4 separate regions of the Mus musculus genome follow, and all the other regions are linked to region 4. Evidence: chromatin contacts called from public HiChIP or PLAC-seq, Micro-C and promoter capture Hi-C data. All regions are on one chromosome and are shown on one strand. The core of a region is the stretch at or near the end of the contact, and the rest is flanking DNA. Distances in the headings are between cores, read along the strand shown. Region 1 holds the start of Ptch2 (patched 2). Region 2 overlaps Tesk2 (testis-specific kinase 2). Region 3 holds the start of Ccdc163 (coiled-coil domain containing 163). Region 4 holds the start of Zswim5 (zinc finger SWIM-type containing 5).

The links. Hi-C and Micro-C count contacts between places; a contact is called where the count stands out from the background. HiChIP or PLAC-seq counts read pairs in DNA pulled down with a chosen protein or histone mark. Capture Hi-C pulls out chosen DNA fragments and counts their contacts.
Region 1: a contact with region 4 is called in an H3K4me3 HiChIP or PLAC-seq map of embryonic stem cells, with 11 read pairs. The contact joins the promoter of Ptch2 here to the promoter of Zswim5 in region 4. A contact is called at or near these places in 1 of 39 promoter capture datasets (liver), 1 of 484 Hi-C or Micro-C datasets (embryonic stem cells), 1 of 115 datasets of contacts at active chromatin or transcription factors (embryonic stem cells) and 3 of 9 other capture datasets (adipose tissue, liver and pancreatic islet).
Region 2: a contact with region 4 is called in a Micro-C map of embryonic stem cells, with 3 times the contacts expected there. The contact joins the enhancer-like site here to the promoter of Zswim5 in region 4. A contact is called at or near these places in 4 of 484 Hi-C or Micro-C datasets (LSK cells, embryonic stem cells and rod photoreceptor), 1 of 115 datasets of contacts at active chromatin or transcription factors (embryonic stem cells) and 1 of 9 other capture datasets (liver).
Region 3: a promoter capture Hi-C map of liver shows a contact between it and region 4. The contact joins the promoter of Ccdc163 here to the promoter of Zswim5 in region 4. A contact is called at or near these places in 1 of 39 promoter capture datasets (macrophages), 1 of 484 Hi-C or Micro-C datasets (embryonic stem cells), 1 of 115 datasets of contacts at active chromatin or transcription factors (embryonic stem cells) and 1 of 9 other capture datasets (liver).

The regions. Positions count from the first base shown.
Region 1 is chr4:117,094,751-117,099,131 of GRCm38.p6, forward strand. Ptch2 (patched 2) reads left to right here and starts at 1,306. Exons shown (of 22, transcript NM_008958.3): 1 at 1,306-1,677; 2 at 2,097-2,289. The coding sequence starts at 1,606. RefSeq lists enhancers at 402-2,100, 941-1,399, 962-1,461, 3,425-4,016.
Region 2 is chr4:116,723,838-116,728,609 of GRCm38.p6, forward strand. The region is part of intron 1 of Tesk2 (testis-specific kinase 2); the gene reads left to right. Among named protein-coding and RNA genes, the nearest start is that of Tesk2, 5.3 kb to the left of the region's middle. Within about 2 kb of position 2,089, at least 16 of the 459 cell types and tissues checked have an H3K27ac peak or open chromatin away from gene starts, as enhancers often do. A contact at or near this core is called in embryonic stem cells, where this site is marked.
Region 3 is chr4:116,706,979-116,711,477 of GRCm38.p6, forward strand. Ccdc163 (coiled-coil domain containing 163) reads left to right here and starts at 1,617. Exons shown (of 10, transcript NM_026714.3): 1 at 1,617-2,116; 2 at 2,262-2,295; 3 at 2,460-2,641; 4 at 2,746-2,827; 5 at 3,123-3,306; 6 at 4,333-4,400. The coding sequence starts at 2,039. Mmachc (methylmalonic aciduria cblC type, with homocystinuria) reads right to left here and starts at 1,407. Exons shown (of 4, transcript NM_025962.3): 1 at 1,260-1,407. The coding sequence starts at 1,340.
Region 4 is chr4:116,875,071-116,879,832 of GRCm38.p6, forward strand. It overlaps Zswim5 (zinc finger SWIM-type containing 5), which reads left to right and starts at 2,332. Exons shown (of 14, transcript NM_001029912.2): 1 at 2,332-2,993. The coding sequence starts at 2,390.

The sequences.
Region 1 (4,381 bases), core at 56-2,555, 220 kb after region 4:
GTATGTAGCAAGGCCAAAACCATATTCATGCTTTTTGACCCAAACAACCCCATTTCTGGGAATCTGTCCTGAGGACATTCTGCAAATGATTGATGAGAGGACTGTGTAGTAATATAAAATATTTATGATATAATGATTAAGAAGTCTGGAAGAATTGAGCAAGAGGCTAGCCAGATGTGATAGCAGTATCAGAACAACAGATTTATTGAAGTCTTTTTTTTCCCCCAAAAAACGTATTTTGTTTCTGAGGCAGAATCTTTCTAGGTAGCCCTGGCTGTTCCAGAATTCTCTATGTAGACCATGCTGAGACCTGGAACTCACAAGAGATGGGCCTGCCACTGCCCGGCTCCTTTCCCAAATGTTCTGTATGAGGAGTCAGACTTTTACCCTCAGATGACCGATCAGAGTTTAACAGTCAGGAGCACAGAAATAGCACAGTCACTTGGAAAAGCAACATGTTTCCCAATGTTGTACATAAATTATGTCATCACAAATACAATTATCAGACAGGCTGGGCAATACAGGACTGTTATAGTCCCTTAACTTGACAGACACAACCAGGATAAGGAGTTGAAGGCCAAGCTGAACTACTTAAGACCATGTCTCACAAAAAAAAGTTAAAATAAAAATTTAAAAATACAATACACAAACTGAATGTTAATAAGAACCACAAAGAAAAAAGCAATTATCTGCCAAGGCTTCCAAAAGTTTAGGCTGACTGATTCAAGTTCAGGCTTAAAAGTTATCTGCCAAGACAAAGGGGCCCCAACATGTACAAAGGCAAGAACATGTGAACTTAGGAAATTACTGAGGGCAATTCGGGACTGGAAGGCAACTGAGTGGGTGTGAGGCACTTAGAGGAAAAAAAAAAGCTTTAGTTGGATGGTGCAGGGCTTTGGGCTTTGGTGCAGCCGTGGGATTTGCATTTTAGAGCTGAGTCTGGCCTGCTTGGAAAGAGTGGAAAGGAGGTCCTTAGGGTTGCGCTGGGTCGGGAAGAAAGGGTGGCCCAAAGGGGACCAGCAGACTCCCTTTCTCAACATCCTGACTTACACTTGGCCAACGACTAGCGCCTCCAGGATCACCCTCCCTTCTCCTCTCCTTAGGGCCCCGCGGGCGGGCTGGGGAGCCCGGGAGGCGAGGCAAAGGGGTGGCCCTGCCTGGGTGGTCTCCTGCCCCGCCCCCTGCGGCGCCGTTACCTAGCAACGGATCCGGCTGCAAGGCAGCGGGTAATTTGCCGCCCCCTTAGCCAATGGGAGGGCGTCACCCCGGCCCGCTCCTTTTTTTCTGAGCCTCCTGGTGCTTCCCGAGATCCACAGTCGCCACCTTTAGCTGTGAGGTGCTTCGCAGCCAGTCGGGTCCACCCACACGCGGAGCCCTCTTTGGACCACAGCCCACAGATCCAGCGGGGCTTGGGGCCACCACCCCGCACCGCCGCTGCGGGCTGCTCCTGTGCATCTTTACGCGCGCCTCACCCAGGACCGTATGGCCGTTCACGGCAGCTAGGAATCCTCAGGTGAAGCCGGGCGGCACAAGGCGCCAAGCTAGCCTATGGCAGCGCTCAGATAACGCAGGTTGGGGGCGCTCGCGCCCCCCATCCTCACCAGCATGGTTCGGCCACTGTCCCTTGGAGAGCTACCTCCCAGCTACACACCTCCAGCTCGGTCCTCCGCACCTCATGTGAGTAGAGGGGCTGGGTTTGTAACTTAAACGTCGCTTGAACATCTGTAGGGCTAGAAGTCTAGTGTTACTGGATCTGTGTTTGAAGACAAGCGAGAGCCAGCAAGTGATTTGTTAGTTTATTTCCTATTATCTGGTCAGTGAAAATAGTTATGTCTGTGGGTTCACCTCTTTGCCTAGCTGACAACGAGTGTGTGTGTTCACGACTCATAACCTTCTAAAAATGGGCATTTTCAGGTGTGCTTATGGAGAAGGCACAGGGAAAGAGAGTTAAATCTTCCACATTTGAAACCTTTATCTGTAGCTGTTTCCTGCCCTGCATCCAGAAGTCAGGAAACTGGGACTTGACCGGGAGAAAAGGGAAAGCTCCTCCATTGTTGTGCTGACAGCTGGCTGACCTCCTCCTCTCTCTATCCCAGATCCTAGCTGGGAGCCTGCAGGCTCCTCTCTGGCTTCGAGCTTACTTCCAAGGTCTACTCTTCTCCCTGGGGTGCAGGATCCAGAAACACTGCGGCAAAGTGCTCTTCCTGGGACTGGTGGCCTTTGGGGCTCTGGCACTGGGTCTCCGAGTGGCTGTAATTGAGACAGACCTAGAACAGCTCTGGGTAGAAGGTGAGTTACTGGAGCTGGCCGTAGCTGCTTTGGTCAAGGATCGAGAGGGCCATCTCCTGTTCAGAGCCTGTGTATCTGGGTGTGTTGCAGAAAGCCTACCTCTCTCCCAATCTCCCTCAGTGCTGTGGATGAAGCCCAGGGCATTGTGCAAGCTAGGCAAGTCTTTACCATCAACTGTCTCACACCTATCTCTCTCACCCATAAATGGACAACTCTAGATGGTAGCCTCTTATGAATAAGCTTGTGGAATATTCATCTTTGATTATGTGTCTGCTTATTTAGCGTTTATAGCTAGGTTTCTTTTAACTGTACATCAGAGTTTACAAATGGAACAAGATGTATTTTTCAATAGCCAAAGGAAGTAAAATGTGTGTGGGGGTAAGTTCTAAACAAAACAAAGCCAAGTGGTATTGTGTTGTATAAGAGAAGGCAGGGAGAGACGGCTCTGACCTGCAAACTCAGATTAGCACTGTGATTCTAACTACTCAAGGGGCTGAGGCAAGAGAAATACTTTCAGTCTAAGAATTTAACAATAGCCTGTGTCAGAGAGAGAGAGAGAGAGAGGGACAGACGGACAGATGGAAGAGAGGGAGGGAGGGAGGGAGGAAGGAAGGAAGGAAGGAAGGAAGGAAGGAAGGAAGGAAGGAAGGAAGATCAGTGGGATGTAGCTGGGTGGCATGGCAGACTGCCTGTCGAGCATGCTGTGGTGGGGGAGAGAGATGGAGGAGGAGCAAGAAGAAAAAGAAAAGTTAGTGCTTGGTGGCAGCAGTGGTGGTGCACAGCTTTAATGTTTAACCTCAGTGCTTGGGATCTGGAGGCAGGTGGGGCCAGCCTGGTCTACAGAGAATTCCAGGATCTGGAGGCAGGTGGGGCCAGCCTGGTCTACAGAGAATTCCAGGACAGCCAGAGCTGCATGAAAATACTCTCTCTCGAAAAACCAAAAAGAAAGATTGGAAGGAAGGAAGGGGGAAAGGGGAAAACAAGAAATAATAAGAAAAGAATTGTTAGGTGTAAAAGAAAAGAAAACCTTGAACGAGCCATCTGACCAGGCTTCTGAGTAGACACCCAGGGACCTGCAGCCATTTAATGAAGAATGAGCATAGACTTTGAGGCAAAAGTCAGGGTCAAATGAGACCAAATCCTCACGTCCTAGTGGAAGGATTACACAACTCATAATTTCAGCATGCCTCTCTTCTTTCCTGGTGCCTGGTTTCATGTGGCTGCTATTTGACAAAGGCAAATTCAACTGTGTTCTTCCCTGGGAAATCTGCATTTGTGGGCTCCCCAGACCTCCCTAGCCCTGGCCCAGACCCAAGGCAGGCCCCAGGTCGCAGCCTCACACCCTGGAGTTATTTCAAATGCTGGCAAGTCCTAGGATACAGAGCAGATGTTTCTTGGAGCCTTCCTACATCATAGGCTCCCACACCCCATCTCCACCCTACCCCCAGCCCTCTGCAGACTCTTAGCGTTCACACTCTTAAGACAGCCCTAGGGTCCAGAGCAGATGTTTCTCCCTGCCTGCCAGTCTGCCCCCAGCATCAGGACACACATGTGCGCACACGCATATATGCATGCCCCCACACAAACCACTGCTGCTTGGGTGGTCCCAAATAACTTCTGAATATCCTGCCACAATAGAGTGAGTCTCCCTCCCAGGCCCTGCCTTTCCTCTCTCTGCATTCCCCGGATCTTCCCCAATTAAACACTGCTTGGATGTCTACATTTGCTCATCCCTCTCCGGCCCCCCTGGCTAGTCCCTGCAGTTATGAGAAATGTATTATAAGAGGGTAGCAGTTGGTCTCTTTGAGATAGGAATTCCCTGTGTCACCTCAGCGACCTTGACCTTGGGTCCTCCTGCAGTGGACCCCTTTGTGTTGAGATTAGTAAGACCACAGTCTCACTGGTCTTTTCTCTATAGCTGAGGAGTTAGTTGATGGAGTTGAGAGCTGAAGAGACATTTTTGCTTCCTGTTTTGCTAGGACTGGAAGTGGAAGAAGCAAGACCCTCAGTTAGCAGAGTTTCAAATAGAGGTCAAGACTCTCCTTGGCTGTAAATGTGGTGTGTTTTCCTTTCCTTTTTTGTTTTTGTTTTT
Region 2 (4,772 bases), core at 839-3,338, 150 kb before region 4:
GTGTTGACTATGTCATCTGTATAGATGTAATAACTACCCAATATGATGGCAGGAGATGGAACACAGGAGATATTATAGATGGGGCCTATCATCAACAAGGAGGGACTCACATGTTAGAAACTAGTGATCAATGGTACAGATTGTGTCTAAACAGTGAGGTTCTCAGACATCTGGGTGATTTCAATGCATGATACGTTATTCTTTTATAGAGATAAATGTTTGGGATGGTTCCTCAAACCCTGTCCTGTGTGGTTTGGCATATGAAGGTCTTAATTCTGGTTTAGACATGTACATGCCGGGAAGCTAATAACCTGCTCTCTCAGGCACTGCAGTGGCGCTTTCTACTTACAGTTAATTATAAGAAGAAAATTGTTCCCTGGCTTATTTAGAGTAGAAAGGGGCTCATTTTTAAAACTGTTCTTCCCCCTATATTAAAGTGGTTATAAATACATTGTTAATATCATACACTGAATGTTTTATTAGAGTTTGAAATCTTGGATAAGGACTTTTATGCGAGTTTTTTTCTCTTTCTGGTAACTGGAGCCTAATTAGTACATTGTTCATGTGGGTGATGGTGAATGTTTTGGCCCAACAATGGGTATTATGCTATTTTCTGAGTCATCAAATGAACATGACTTCAGTGTGGTCTCAGTAGGGTTATTTTTGCTGAGTGGTCAGAGGGCTGGTTGTTAACATATTTGTAATGTGTCAACTATCCATTCTTGACATTTTATTTATTTATTTATTTTACTATTTGTATGTGTGTGTGTCTGTGTGTGTGTGTGTAGAGAACAACTTGGAGAACTTGATTCTGACCTCCCATCATGTGGATCTTGGGAATTGAACTCAGGTCATCAAGTGTGGCAGCAGGTACTCTTACCCATTTTTCTGGCCCTCTGATTTTATAAAGGCAACGTGAAAAGAGGAAAATATTGGAAATCTTCATGGTAAATCAAAACTGAGATTGTGTTATTAACTATATGGTTATAGGTAAAATGCTTATCTTCTGTAAGCGTTAGTATTTTGTTTTGTTTTCAATGTTATATTTAAAGCTGGGTGCTGTGGGGCACTCCTGTGGTCCTAACGTTCAGGAGACTGAAGCGAGAGGCATCGTGTGCTTTGGGTTAGTAGCATCTTGTTCCACACAGCCAGAGTCTGTCTCAAAAATACCCAAATAGTGTATTTCTCTGTTAGAATTAGTTCCATGCTTGGGAACTTTCCACACTCTTCCTTAATATATATATTACTTGGAAATACAATGTATTCAAGTGGTTAAATATCAAACTGTTTACATATAACATGATTTTAAATATTTATATATTTTGTATAAACAGTCATGGTCTCATGACTGCTGTGTCTACCCAGTGCCCTGTTCCCTTCACGCCTCCCAACCATTTTTTAAAAACTCTTTGGGTGCTCGGAACTGAAGCTGAATGCTCAGCTGCCCTTGCTAGCAGGCCCTCACCTCACCCCCATTTTTATTTTTGAAGAAGGGATTTTGAGGACAACCTTCAACTTCTGACTTCCTGGCATACAGGACAGACCACCACAACCCAGCTGTCTTTGCATTCTTTTAGACTTTGTTTAGGTAAATGCTTCCAAACATGAATATATATAATGTTTTTTTTTTCCCCCTTAAAAAGCTGATGGTTTCTCACAGTTCTGGGCTCTACTCACTGGGTGTGTCTTTCATTTTAGTGTATCCTGGAGAGCTTTTCTGATTAGTACTTCGAGGGCTTCCTCTTTTGTCTCCAGGGACATTCCTACTTTTTCTCCTAGGGAATTCTTTTGGGTGTAGATGGGTGTGGTCGTGCATTCTGGCATTCCTGGTACTCAGGAGGCAGAATGAAGTAGATCTCTGTGAAGTCTAGCCTGGTCTACATATCAAGCTCAGGAATAGCCAGGACTACATAAAGAAAAAAAACCTATCTCAAAAACAAAACAAATACCCCTCCCTCCCCCGAAAAACTTCTTTCGACCCCGAGATGTCTTCATAGAGCTTTGGGGTTTGTCTGTGTGCTATGTCACCCTGCCTCAGGGTCATAGATTATTGGCTGAGTTAAGTTGTGCAGAATGGATGTTGGAGAACCAGGAGATCACCTCTGGGCTCGCAGGGAAATCTGAAGACACCTAATAAGCTGTTGTCTGAATCCAGGCTTTGAATGGAGGAGGATAAATTCAGGACGGAGGAAGCCATCTGTGCTTCTTTGTGGAATAGAGCAGGCCTCCACAAATATCAGTCCTGGTCCCTGCTGAACTGGTCCCACAAGCCTTCTCTGCTTGGCCTAGGACTATTCAGAATTTAACAAAGATTTTCCATAGGCTGGTGTGTGTGTGTGTTACCATTTGGGGCTATCACAGTACCTGATGGGAGAAGACTACACACAGCAAAAGGGAGGCCAATGTAGGCTACATGAAACCCTGTTTTAAAAACCAAGACAAGCTGGGCAGTGGTGGCACATGCCTTTAAACCCAGCTCTTGGGAGGCAGAGGCAGGCGGATTTCTGAGTTCGAGGCCAGCCTGGTGTACAGAGTGAGTTCCAGGGCAGCCAGGACTACACAGAGAAACCCTGTCTTGAAAAACGACAACAACAACAACAACAACAACAAACCAAAAAACAAAACAAAACAAAACAAAAAACCCAAGACAAAGGCAACAACAAAATGGGCTGGTCACATGGCTCTGTGGGTAGATGTTCTCGCCACAAGAGTCTCTCACACTTGGTCTCTGGGACCCACTTGGAAGGAGAGAGAGAACAGATTCCCATAGGTTGTCCTCCGGCCTCTCTACACACAGATAAATAAAATGTAATAGAAAAAAAAATGTTTAAAGAAACACCGAAAAGCTTTTGAATCTGTGTATTAAAACTTGTTGCCTACTCTGCGCATTCCTTTAGCCTTGCTAAGCAGTGCTGTAGTGTAGACCCTGAGCGTGTCACTTTGACATGTGTGCAAGGGGATTTGAGGGGTAAATTTACAAAAGCAGAATTTTAAAGTTGATGTGCATTTATTACGAGGAACTGCTCAGTTTGTTTCCTCCGGTATTTCCCATCTACATTGCCTGTGTCATAGTGAATGCTTAGACAGTGTTCTGTACAGTAAATACCATTCTAGGAGTTTACGTGTGTCATCTCATTTAATCTTAGCAAAAGCCCTTTGAGGTGGGCACTGGTACTATCTGATCCATGGCCGCCGAGCTGCAGCTCTACCTGTAAGCATTATGACTGGAGGATCAGTACTGTTACTATTATGCCTGCTGTTATCAATCTTGGATTATTGCCAATGTGATAGATAGAAAGAAGTGATAGATAAACTCGGAGAGGTTCAGTTCTTTTAATTATGCTGAGATGAAGCATCTTTTATGTTCAAGTCATAACTTTTCTGTTGAGTCAGGGATCCCTATCGTTCTGATTTCTTAGACTCTCTATAAAAAGTTAAATAAAGGTTTGTGATATGTTTTACAAGAATTCTTCTTTTTCCTTCCTTGGACGCAGGGTATTGAACCCAGGGCCTCCTGCATGCCAACCATCCACTCTGCCCTCATGCCCTCAGGCTCACTTTGATATTTGCCTTTCTGACGTCTTTTCTTTTATTCCTTATAGAAGTTCTAGATTTTTATGCTGATAAACTTTTCGATCTTCTTTTATGGCTTTTGGATTTTGAAATATAAAAAGACAGGCTTTCTGCATTTCAGTCCTTGCTGTTTGAATCTATCCAGCTGGAACAAGGACACAGAATTGTCATAAGGGTCAAAGTGCTTTGTGAACTGTAAATCATTAGACAGATGAGACGTAGTGTTATTTATTAATTTATCTTTTGAACAAGTTGTACAGAGGCTGTCATGTCTTCCTCTGTATTAAATAGAATAGAATGATATAATTTTGTGCAATATAGAAAATTAGAAGGTGGGCCTGATGGTACATGCCTTTACTTAGCACTTAGGAGGCAAAGGCAGGCAGATCTCTGTGAATCTGAGGCCAGCCTGTATCATAGTGAGTTTCAAGAAAGCCAGGACTCTGTAGAGAAACTCTCTCAAAAAACAAAACAAGAAAAAGAAAAAGAAGAAAAAATTAGGATGATTTTATTGCTAATGTTTTCCTAGGACAGTTTGCATGGGCTCGTTTTTTTCAAAATGATTTCCACAATGAAGCCACTGTGATAATCTTGATAAATTTGCATATTTTATTTTTTAATATATTTAAATTTTTCCATTCATTAGATAGTTATGGAAATAACACATTTAAGGAGAAAAAACCAATACAATATATATATCATTACTGATATAGTATCATATCAAAAAGAACTTTAGGAATGACTTTTCTAATTTCAGGAAAGTTCTACTTTCAGAAATAAATCCACAGAACAACATATTCCCTCCTTAACTGTCAAGTACCAGGCTCTGCCTTTTGGAATGATTTCAGCCACTAGGTTAGTAGCCATAATGTGTTCTGGCTCTTACTCTTTAATTACTTTTACAGTGTGCCTTCAATTGATCTGTCCAGCGACATTCAATTAATTTACTTCTTAGGAACTTTAAAAAAGACATTAAAAAAAAAAGTGTGCACGAGGGCTAGAGAGATGACCCAGTGTTTAAAATCATTGACTACTCTTGCAGAAAACCCAGACTCAATCCTCAGATCCACAGGACAGTCTCACAATCATCTGTAATCTAGTTTCAGGCAGCTGTTGCTCTCTCCTGGCTCTGGTGGGCACTGTGTACACGTGATATACACACATATGTACAGGCAGAACACCAATATACACAAAATAAA
Region 3 (4,499 bases), core at 367-2,866, 170 kb before region 4:
TGGGGTCAAAGGCTTCAGCCACCATGCCTCACATTCACATAGGCACTTCTATTCTTTCCCATATCTGCCTTCCATCACTACCTTCCATCACTGCCTCCAAATTCTGACTTTTAAAAAAAGATTTAGTTACTTATTTTATGTATGTGAGTACACTGTAGCTGTCTTCAGACACACCAGAAGAGGGCATCAGATCCCATTACAGATGGTTGTGAGCCACCATGTGGATGCTGGGATTTGAACTCAGAATCTCTGGAAGAGCAGTCAGTGCTCTTAACTGCTGAGCTCTCTTTCCAGTCCCAATCTGACTCTAGAATGTACATAATTCTCCTCTCCTTTCAATCCATCTTTTCATATACATTTCTCTGTTTTTGTGCTGGTGACTGAGATTTGCAAATGCTAAGCCAGCACTCTAGCTAGCTAGCCATCCACCTATCAGATAAATTTCTGATAGATGGATAGATAGATATACATCTCACTTAGTTTTATAGCCTCAGCTTTCAATTTTGTTTTTGCCTCATTACTAGGAATTGAACCCAAGACCTCAAGCATGGCTTTCAAACTAGACTTAACTTCTCAATAGTATCTTCTTACAAGTCTTCCCCTGGAAAGCTCAATGGCCTAGGAATCTTAAGATAGGCCAAAGGACACAGGCGGATTTTAGTTTGTGTCTTAAACATAATTTTGTTCACTCAGCACTGTGGGAGGAAAGTGTGGAATAGGGCGGGGCTGGGTGGGGTGGAGAGGGACTGTGGTTACAGAGACTTCTGTACCAGGCGAGCGTGAGGAATTTCTATGCTCAGTCCCGTATTGATGGCAAGCAACACCATGAATTAGCCTTCTGTTGGCTGGCCGAACAAACTAGCCAATTGTCTCTTGTTCAACATTAGGAATACTCTTCTCTCTTCATCTGATCGAGTACACTGTCACACCAACCTTCCAAGTTTTGACCTCTTCTAATTCCTTTGGAAGAATCTGATGATCCCGCCCACACCGGGAGACCGTTTTCTGGTAAATTATAATGATGACAGGTTAGGGGATCTTGGGCTGTATCCCATTCATTTGTTTGACATCATAAAGACATAAAAGGGCAAACATGTGTTTCTCTACGTTTTTTAATCAAGCCCCATTTTACAACACGACCTGGTCATCAGATGGCTGCAGTAGGTTGAGAGGATCAGAAGGGCTCACCGGCCTTCACACTTTTGGCACCAAGGCCAATCCTAGAGCTCACCCTAGGACCACAGGGAAGACAAACCAACCTGGAAGGGATAAACTTCGAAGCCAAAAGGACACAAGGTGTCCTCAATCTTCTGCTTCAGCTCTGCGACTCGCGGCTCCATAACGCACGCTGAACGCTGAGCTTGCTGGGAAATGGAGTCTCATAGCTAACTTAGGCTTGTATGCGTCCATCAGGGCTGGACTACATTTCCCAAGAAGTAAAGGAATAGTAACGGACTCAACTGACTCTGCACGGTGCATCTTGGTACACGTAGTTACTTTTGTCCTTGTAGCCCAAACATAACCGAGTCTGGAAGACTCCGTGTCCCGACGAGCTTCACGGGAGGTGTGAGTGTGAACGCACAGGGCACGTATTTCCAGGGAAACGTATTTCCGCCCTCTATTGCCTGTGGTCTCCGCAAGAAGCGGACTCAGTTTCCCGGGTGGCGCTGCGGCACCGGTACTTAAAATCTCATTCTCCGCCTACCAGAGTTTGAACTCTTGAGCGGCACTTGTCACTTGTCTCAGTGGTGATAGCGTCCTTGATTTGTGGAGGTCTCAACCAAAATTCGGTTCATTCTACCCTCTCGATATTATTCTGTTTTCTTCCCCCCTCCCCGACCCCCCACTTTTCAAAGTACTCTGTTCCGTAGTTCTAGATTCACAGTATTGCTATCGCACTGTTTCTGTAGCCCTAATATATTCCCACTTTCCTTATTTCCATCTAACTCTGTGGCTTGTCCTGGGCTGGCCCGCGGGTATCTGAGTGTGGAAGAGCAAGAACAGGGAAAGTTAGAGACGCAATTTCAAGTGCTCCAGGATGAACAGGAGCCCTAGCTGGTCTGATCAGCTTCATGCGGTTCTCAGTTCAACTGATGAAAATATGGCCCGGATTAAGGTAAGAGGGGGACCTCTGGGATCCCCATCTAACCCCTCCCATTGGGAGGCTAGGCTAGGGCTTAGTAAAGGGCACTGAGAGCTCACTGGCTTGTTGAACTGTTTGCTGGTTTTTTTTTTTTTTTTTTTTTTTTTTTTTTTTGTAGCAGAGTTTGTATCCCTTTCGAGTTTCCTCTACAGGTAAGTATTGTCTTTTCTCCCAGCCCTTTGTCTTCTCAGAGCCTCCTTTCTTTCAGTGCCTGCCTGTACAGCTCACAGTTCTGTACAAATCCCAGCTACTTCCTGTCCTCTGATTTCCTACACAGACAGACCCTGCTCTTGTCCCTTCCCTATTCCCACAATAGGGGACCTGGCTGACACCTGGACTTCTCATCGCTTACCTCCTCAGCCAGAGGCCCAAGCTCAACAGCCTTGGGCTCTAAAGACTCCCACTCTTGGAGAGAGACTGAGCTGTACTGAAGCCCACAGCTCCTCTCTCTGGGATGAAGTTACTAAACTCCGATCCCAGCTTCAGGCTCAGGCTCAGGTGAGGTATTAGGGGTATGTACGTGGTGATAATGTGAGACGAGAATATTAGGAGTTGGGACAATGACTTAGAAAGGAATGTCTGGGTTTTCTCTGCTTGGGTAGGTGACTGAGGCGCTGAAGCATTCTGTACAGAGCCTGTTGAAGGATCGGGAGCAACATATGTTCAAGATCAGTGCTCTAGAAGGTATTGGGCCAATTCTTTTCTATGTATGGCACACAGAGTTTTAAAATGGAAACCAAGAGTTTTGCACATGCTAATGATCTGTGCTCTACCACTGATGTACATACAGCTTTCGAGTTTTGCACATGCTAATGATCTGTGCTCTACCGCTGATGTACATACAGCTTTCGGTTGTGGGGCTTAGCCTTTTAGTGAATGGGTGAGCTTCTCTCCCTCCAGCCCTACACAGCTTTACCTATGTGTCATTTGCTCTCATGTGAGTCTCTTAGAGCCACTGACCTTACTTTCCCCTCTACAGCATCACTAAAACTGCTGCAGGAGGGCCCCAAAGGGAGAGCCCTTCTGGAGCAATGCCTGGAAGGGCTGAAAAAGGAACTGCAGGGCCTTCGGAGTCAGGTTCAAGAGCTAGTCCAAAACCAAATGAAAGCAAGACCAGGAAAGTTGGGTCCTGCCAGTGGCTTTCACCAAGAGCTGCAGAGTGAGTAAGTGATGGGCAAGGCTTCACCCTTTTGGTTGTTTGTTTAAGATGTGCTTCTTGGGGGCTGGAGAAATGGCTTAGAGGTTAAGAGCACTGACTGCTCTTCAAGAGGTTCTGAGTTCAATTCCCAGCAACCACGGGTTGGCCCACATCTGATGACCTCTTCTGGCCTGCAGGCATACATGTTGTATATATAATAAATAAAAATTTTTTAAAAATGTGCTTCACTCTTCCTCTACTCCTTCTCCTCCTCTTCTTCTTCCCCTTACCCCTTTCTCTCCACATGTTTCTGGCAGGCCTCTCCTCTCCTCTTTCTCTGTTCTCTCTCTCTCTCCCTCTCCCCCTTTCCAACTCCCCTTCTGTGCCCTGAATAAACTCTATTCTATACTATTTTTTAAAAAATGTGCTTCTTGGTGTCACACAGTTTTAGTTCTCGTGCTCAGAAGGCAGAGATGGCCGGTCTCTATGAGTTTGAGACTAGCCTGCTCTACATATTGAGCTATAGGCCATCCAGGGTTAAAAAGATCTTTTTTCAGAAAACAAAAAGGACACACAAAAAAGTGTTTTAGGTGTATGAATGTTTTATACCATCATGTGGAGGCTCAAAGAAATCAAAGTTCTCTTTAAGAGCAATTGTTCTCATAACCATTGAGCCATCTTCCTAGCCCAAAACTTCCTCTTTTGAGGCTTCTGAGCTCCTAGCATAAGATGTTTGGTGTAGCCGGGCGTGGTGGCACACGCCTTTAATCCCAGCACACGGGAGGCAGAGGCAGGCAGATTTCTGAGTTCGAGGCCAGCCTGGTCTACAAAGTGAGTTCCAGGACAGCCAGGGCTATATAGAGAAACCCTGTCTCGAAAAACAAAAACAAAAACAAATGTTTGGCCTACTCACTTTGTTTCTCTGTGATGTTGGCTATTGAACCCTGGGCCTAGTACATGCTAAGTAGATGCCCTTATCATTAAGTTGTTATCTCCAGCCATTCTGGGTTTGTTGTTTGGTTCTAGAATGACACTGCTGTCACTCATGTAGGCACCAGGTTTTGTGGGAAGAGTCAGAAATTCTTCGGGAGGAACTGAAGTTGCTTCGAGACCAGCTGAGTGAGTGAAAGATTGAAAGTGGTTTTTTGTCCTTGTTTTGGAATATCTTCTTTTTCTTCCAGTAAGTGACATTACTTCTGACTGTTTGAACTATTGAAA
Region 4 (4,762 bases), core at 1,082-3,581:
TACAGGGCCCCCAATGGAGGAGCTAGAGAAAGCACCCAAGGAGCTGAAGGGGTCTGCAACCCTATAGGTGGAACAACAATATGAACTAACCAGTACCCCCAGAGCTTGTGTCTCTAGCTGCATATGTAGGCCATCATTGGGAAGAGAGGCCCCTTGGTCTTGCAAACTTTATATACCCCAGTACAAGGGAAAGCCAGGGCCAAGAAGTGGGAGTGGGTGGGTAGGGGAGCAGGACAGGGGCAGGGGGAGGGTATAGGGGACTTTCAGGATAGCATTTGAAATGCAAATGAAGAAAATATCTAATAAAAAATTGAAGGAAAAAAAAAAAAAGACACGTACCACAGTAGTCACAAAAACAAAACAAAACAAAAACCAAAAAACAAAACCTTAGGCATGTTGCTCAACAAGCTGTTGGTCACCCGGGTCCTCACCACCAGGAACACAGGCTCAGATATGCTATTCTTTTACTTTGTAGTGTCCTCAAAATTTTTTGCTTAATTCAAACTTTACTGTTACTATGTTTAAGTAACAGTTTTTGTTCCTGTCTCATGGTCTTTTAATCATGCTTGTCAACAACTGATTAAATCAAAGTAACACACTGGCTGATTCAAAATCAAATGTTCTTTTCTTCCCTATTGTCTATCATCATTTTCCTTTCTATTTTAAAAATTCAATATTCTTCAAGCAACTTTCATTTTTTAAGAATTATGGCAGGTGATAATCATCCCTTACTTAGAAATGATTTCTGTCTTTACAAATCTATTAGTGGAGTCAAGGAGACTGACATTAAAGAAGACACACACAGGCGTACTTGTGCGTGTGCACGCACACACACACACAATTCTGAAAAGAATGGGCATTATGAAAGCCCATGACTGTGGTAGGTGATTCATTTAAGATTCATTTAAGCAGAGACTGATACTTCATAATAATTCAATTATACTTGCAGAAATAATATCATATTATTTCTGAAATATTATTTTTGAAAATGTTTATGAAAGAAGCAATTGACCACATATTTAATTCTTACATGCTATATGCACAGATATTGTTGTCAGCTTCCTTTTACAAATCATGAGTCGTGATTAGCACCACACGACCATTAAGAGCGATTCACATCTAGGTTATAGCCGGAGCTCTTTTCTTCAGAGATTACTGCAAAACCAAACTAATTTGGCTGCAGTCTACCTTCTCTTATTCGTTCTTTGTACTACTCTCTCTAGCTGAACTCAGCTATAGGATGTTTTCTAATACAGTTCCTGGAACTTTTTAAAAGTTGTAGTGATTATGTCACAACTCCGTGTTTATGAAGAAGTTACTGTTGAAGTTGTCACTCGTGAGTACCCACTAATGTACCTGGGTGAGGGGACACCACAGTGAAGAAAATGGACATGACCTTCATTGTTATGGAGTTAGGCAGTTAGACATCAAATAACAAAAGACGCATTAAATTTTAGGTAAATTCAGGGGAATGAATAGAAGACGGACAAGAAAAACATGAAAATCCTAATTTAAACCCGAGGTAAGGGATCAGAGAATTCTATCAGAAACTACACAAAAGTGTTGGTTCCTCCCCCCCCCCCCGCCCCCTGTAGGATGCAAGGTGCTAAACCCCTCAAAGAACCCCACGAGGGTGCTGCTGCCTCAGCAGTGAGGTCCTGGCGCCCCATTGTTCGGACTGGCTGATGGACTTAGCCAGTTTCTGAGCCGGCGGGGACGCCGATGCTGTCCTATATTGTGACACGGGGAGAGTTTTCATCCCGCGAACTTTTTGATTCTACCCTCTACTCCCACCCGGTGGCTTCCTTCTTAGCATCTTTCTGCTTGGTTGGTGCCCCTTGGGTTGCGACAGTCGCTTGTCCGTTCTGTCTGCTGCAGGAGCCTCACTGGAGTTGTTTCCTCTCCTCATGCCCCTCAAGCCTGTTACTTCATGGCGACAGCTGGCGGCCGGGTCTTTTCATTTGGCCACGCGGCCATCCTCGCCCGCCCGCAGGTGCGCCGGAGGCACCTGGTGCCGGGCGCTCCTCGTCCTTGGCGGCCCGCGGCCCCGCACGAGCGCTCGGATTGTGTTCCGGGCTGGCTGCGCCCGGAGCGCGCCCGCAGTCTGTGCTCGCCCCCGCGTCTCCTCGCGCCCGCGGCGGCCCCGGACGGCGCGCGTCGCCTCGCGCTGGTCCTCAGGCCAACCAGCGCCGGCCCGAGCGGCGCGAGCACGGGACCGGCGCCCCGGCTTCCCACTCGGGCCGGCGGGCTCGTGGGTTCGTTCGCCCCGCCCCCTCCCCACAGCGCCGCCGCTGGGCGCTTGCGCGGGGCGCGTGGCCGTGGCTGGGGTCTCCGCCGCAGCCCGAGCAGCCGCCTCCGCCTCAATCAGTCAGTCAGTCAGTCCCCAGCAATGGCGGAAGGAGGTGAGCGAGAGGAGCTGCTTTCGCCGCCGCCGATCTCTCCGGCCAAGAGGCTGTGCTCTTGGCCCAGCCCGCAAGCTCACCACCCCCGCGGGACTCCCGGGGCAGCCGGCGGAGGGGCGGGGGGCGGCGGCGGCGGCTGCCTGGCCCCCGGGGCCCGCCCCCACCTGCAGCCGGAGTCCTTGCTGGACTGCGCCGCCAAGACGGTGGCGGAAAAGTGGGCGTACGAGCGGGTGGAGGAGCGCTTCGAGCGGATCCCGGAGCCGGTGCAGCGCCGCATCGTCTACTGGTCCTTCCCGCGGAATGAGCGGGAGATCTGCATGTACTCCAGCTTCCAGTACCGGGGCGGCCCGGGAGCCGGCGCGGCTGCCGGCGCGGCGGGGGCTTCGCCGGTCGAGGAGGGGCCGCCGCCACCCCCCGGGGCCGCCGCTCCGGCCGGCTCCGCCCCCGGGGCCGCCGGGGCGGGCTCGTCCCCCGGGCTGGGCGCTGGGACTGGAACGGCGAGCGGCGGCTGCGGCGGCGGCGAGGGGCTGCCGTTCCGCCGGGGCATCCGTCTGCTGGACAGCGGCTCCGTGGAGAACGTGCTTCAAGTCGGTAGGTGCTGCCCGGCCCCTCTCGGCCCCCTGCCTCTTCTGCAGGTGCCTTCCCAAGCCCTGGGTCAAAACCCAGGCTTTCTGCCCAACTCCGGCATCCCCGCCAAGGACAAAAAAGTGGCATAAAAAACTTTTCCCAAGGTTTCCTTCAGGTCCACTACTGCTCTTTCCCCTACCGGCTGCCCTATTTCTTTTTCTTTTTGTTTGAAGAGCGAGTAGGTCTCTCTCTCTCTCTCTCTCTCTCTCTCTCTCTCTCTCTCTCTCTCTCTCTCTCCCCCCTATACTCTCATACTAAAGGAATAACCGTGTGATGTGCCCTTTTCGAAACGCGTTTTACTGATTTAAGTTTAGAGGGAAAGGAGGGAAAGGGAGCAATAGGTTTTAGAGGGAATGTTTGAGGGACAGGCTGTCACAGTCAATCTGTAGTTATAGCAGATTGAATCTGAGTGTAATTAACTTTCACATCGGAAAAAGCAACAGAATACTGTGCATTTTAGACAATTTAAATTGTCTGTTTTAATATCCCTCCCCCCGACCAGTGATGCCTGGGAATCTAGGCTGCAGATTAACAATAACGGAAGATGGAAATGTGACAGCTTCTCTTTTCTACACCCCCATCCATGGGAAAGGGGGAAAAAAGCTACACAATCTGGAGTGGGGGCGGGGTCTGCCTTCCTTGTCAGACTGGGGTAAATCAAAAGCCAGTCACGTTGGATGTTTCAAATGCTTTCATTTAACGCGTCCTCGTATTCGCTTTTGTTTTATCTTTTTGTTTGTACAAAAATGGAAACTGATTTTAAAAAATCTACTCGTTCTCTTGAGCGTCTAGTTAGTTTGTTAATCTTATTAAGTATTTAAAGTGTACCTGATTTGTGAAATGATTACGGAGGAAGAAAGAAACGACATTGTTTAACATTGATTTGCTATGCATAATATTAAAACATTTATGGGGGGTCCTATTTGAATTATTATAGCATTCTGGAAGTGCACATCTCTATGCACATTATTGTACACTATATGCTTATATTTACTAAGGGAAATAGTGATTTCTCTAAAGTTGAATGAAGGACATTTCACAGGCTCAGGGACACATGCATATATATAAATCCAAACATCCAGCTGTCTTCTCTTCAGGTAAAACCAACATATTTGGAATTATTTTCCTTTGAAAACTAGTACATCACAGTTTCTTACATAGAACAGTCTCTCCTAGTTATTAAGAATGAATAGATTCTGTCGTATTTTTAAAAAGCATATTATAATTTTTAAATAAATATGAAATGAATATTCATTCTGCTTATTTGAAAGATGCTAGTGCTTTGTGTATTTGTGTATATTTTAGAAAGAATGAGTTGGATAAATAGGCAATTAGGGTAGACAGCTTTAATATTGAAGTGTTGAAAACATGAAAATTAATGTGTTTCATTTTATTAATCTATAAGCTTTAATCTTTCTGAGAGCTTAGGACAGTTAACTTTTAAAGATTCTTATTTAAAACATTATAAATTGGTAAAAGTTAGTTCAAGTGGTTGTCTTAGGGATAGAAATGGGTTTGAAAGAATTTCAAATTTTAAGGGAACATATAAGGGAGATGAGTTTTATTTCCCCACCCCCACCCTCCCAGTGCTGGGAATTGAACCTAGGGCCTCTGGCATGCTAGGCAAGCCTGCTACCATAGAGCTGTAACTCCAGCCCCAAGAGGTACCTATTTTTAGAGTGATTAAAATGTCAAGTTCCAAGTGAAATCAGATTTAGAGGATGATCCAGATA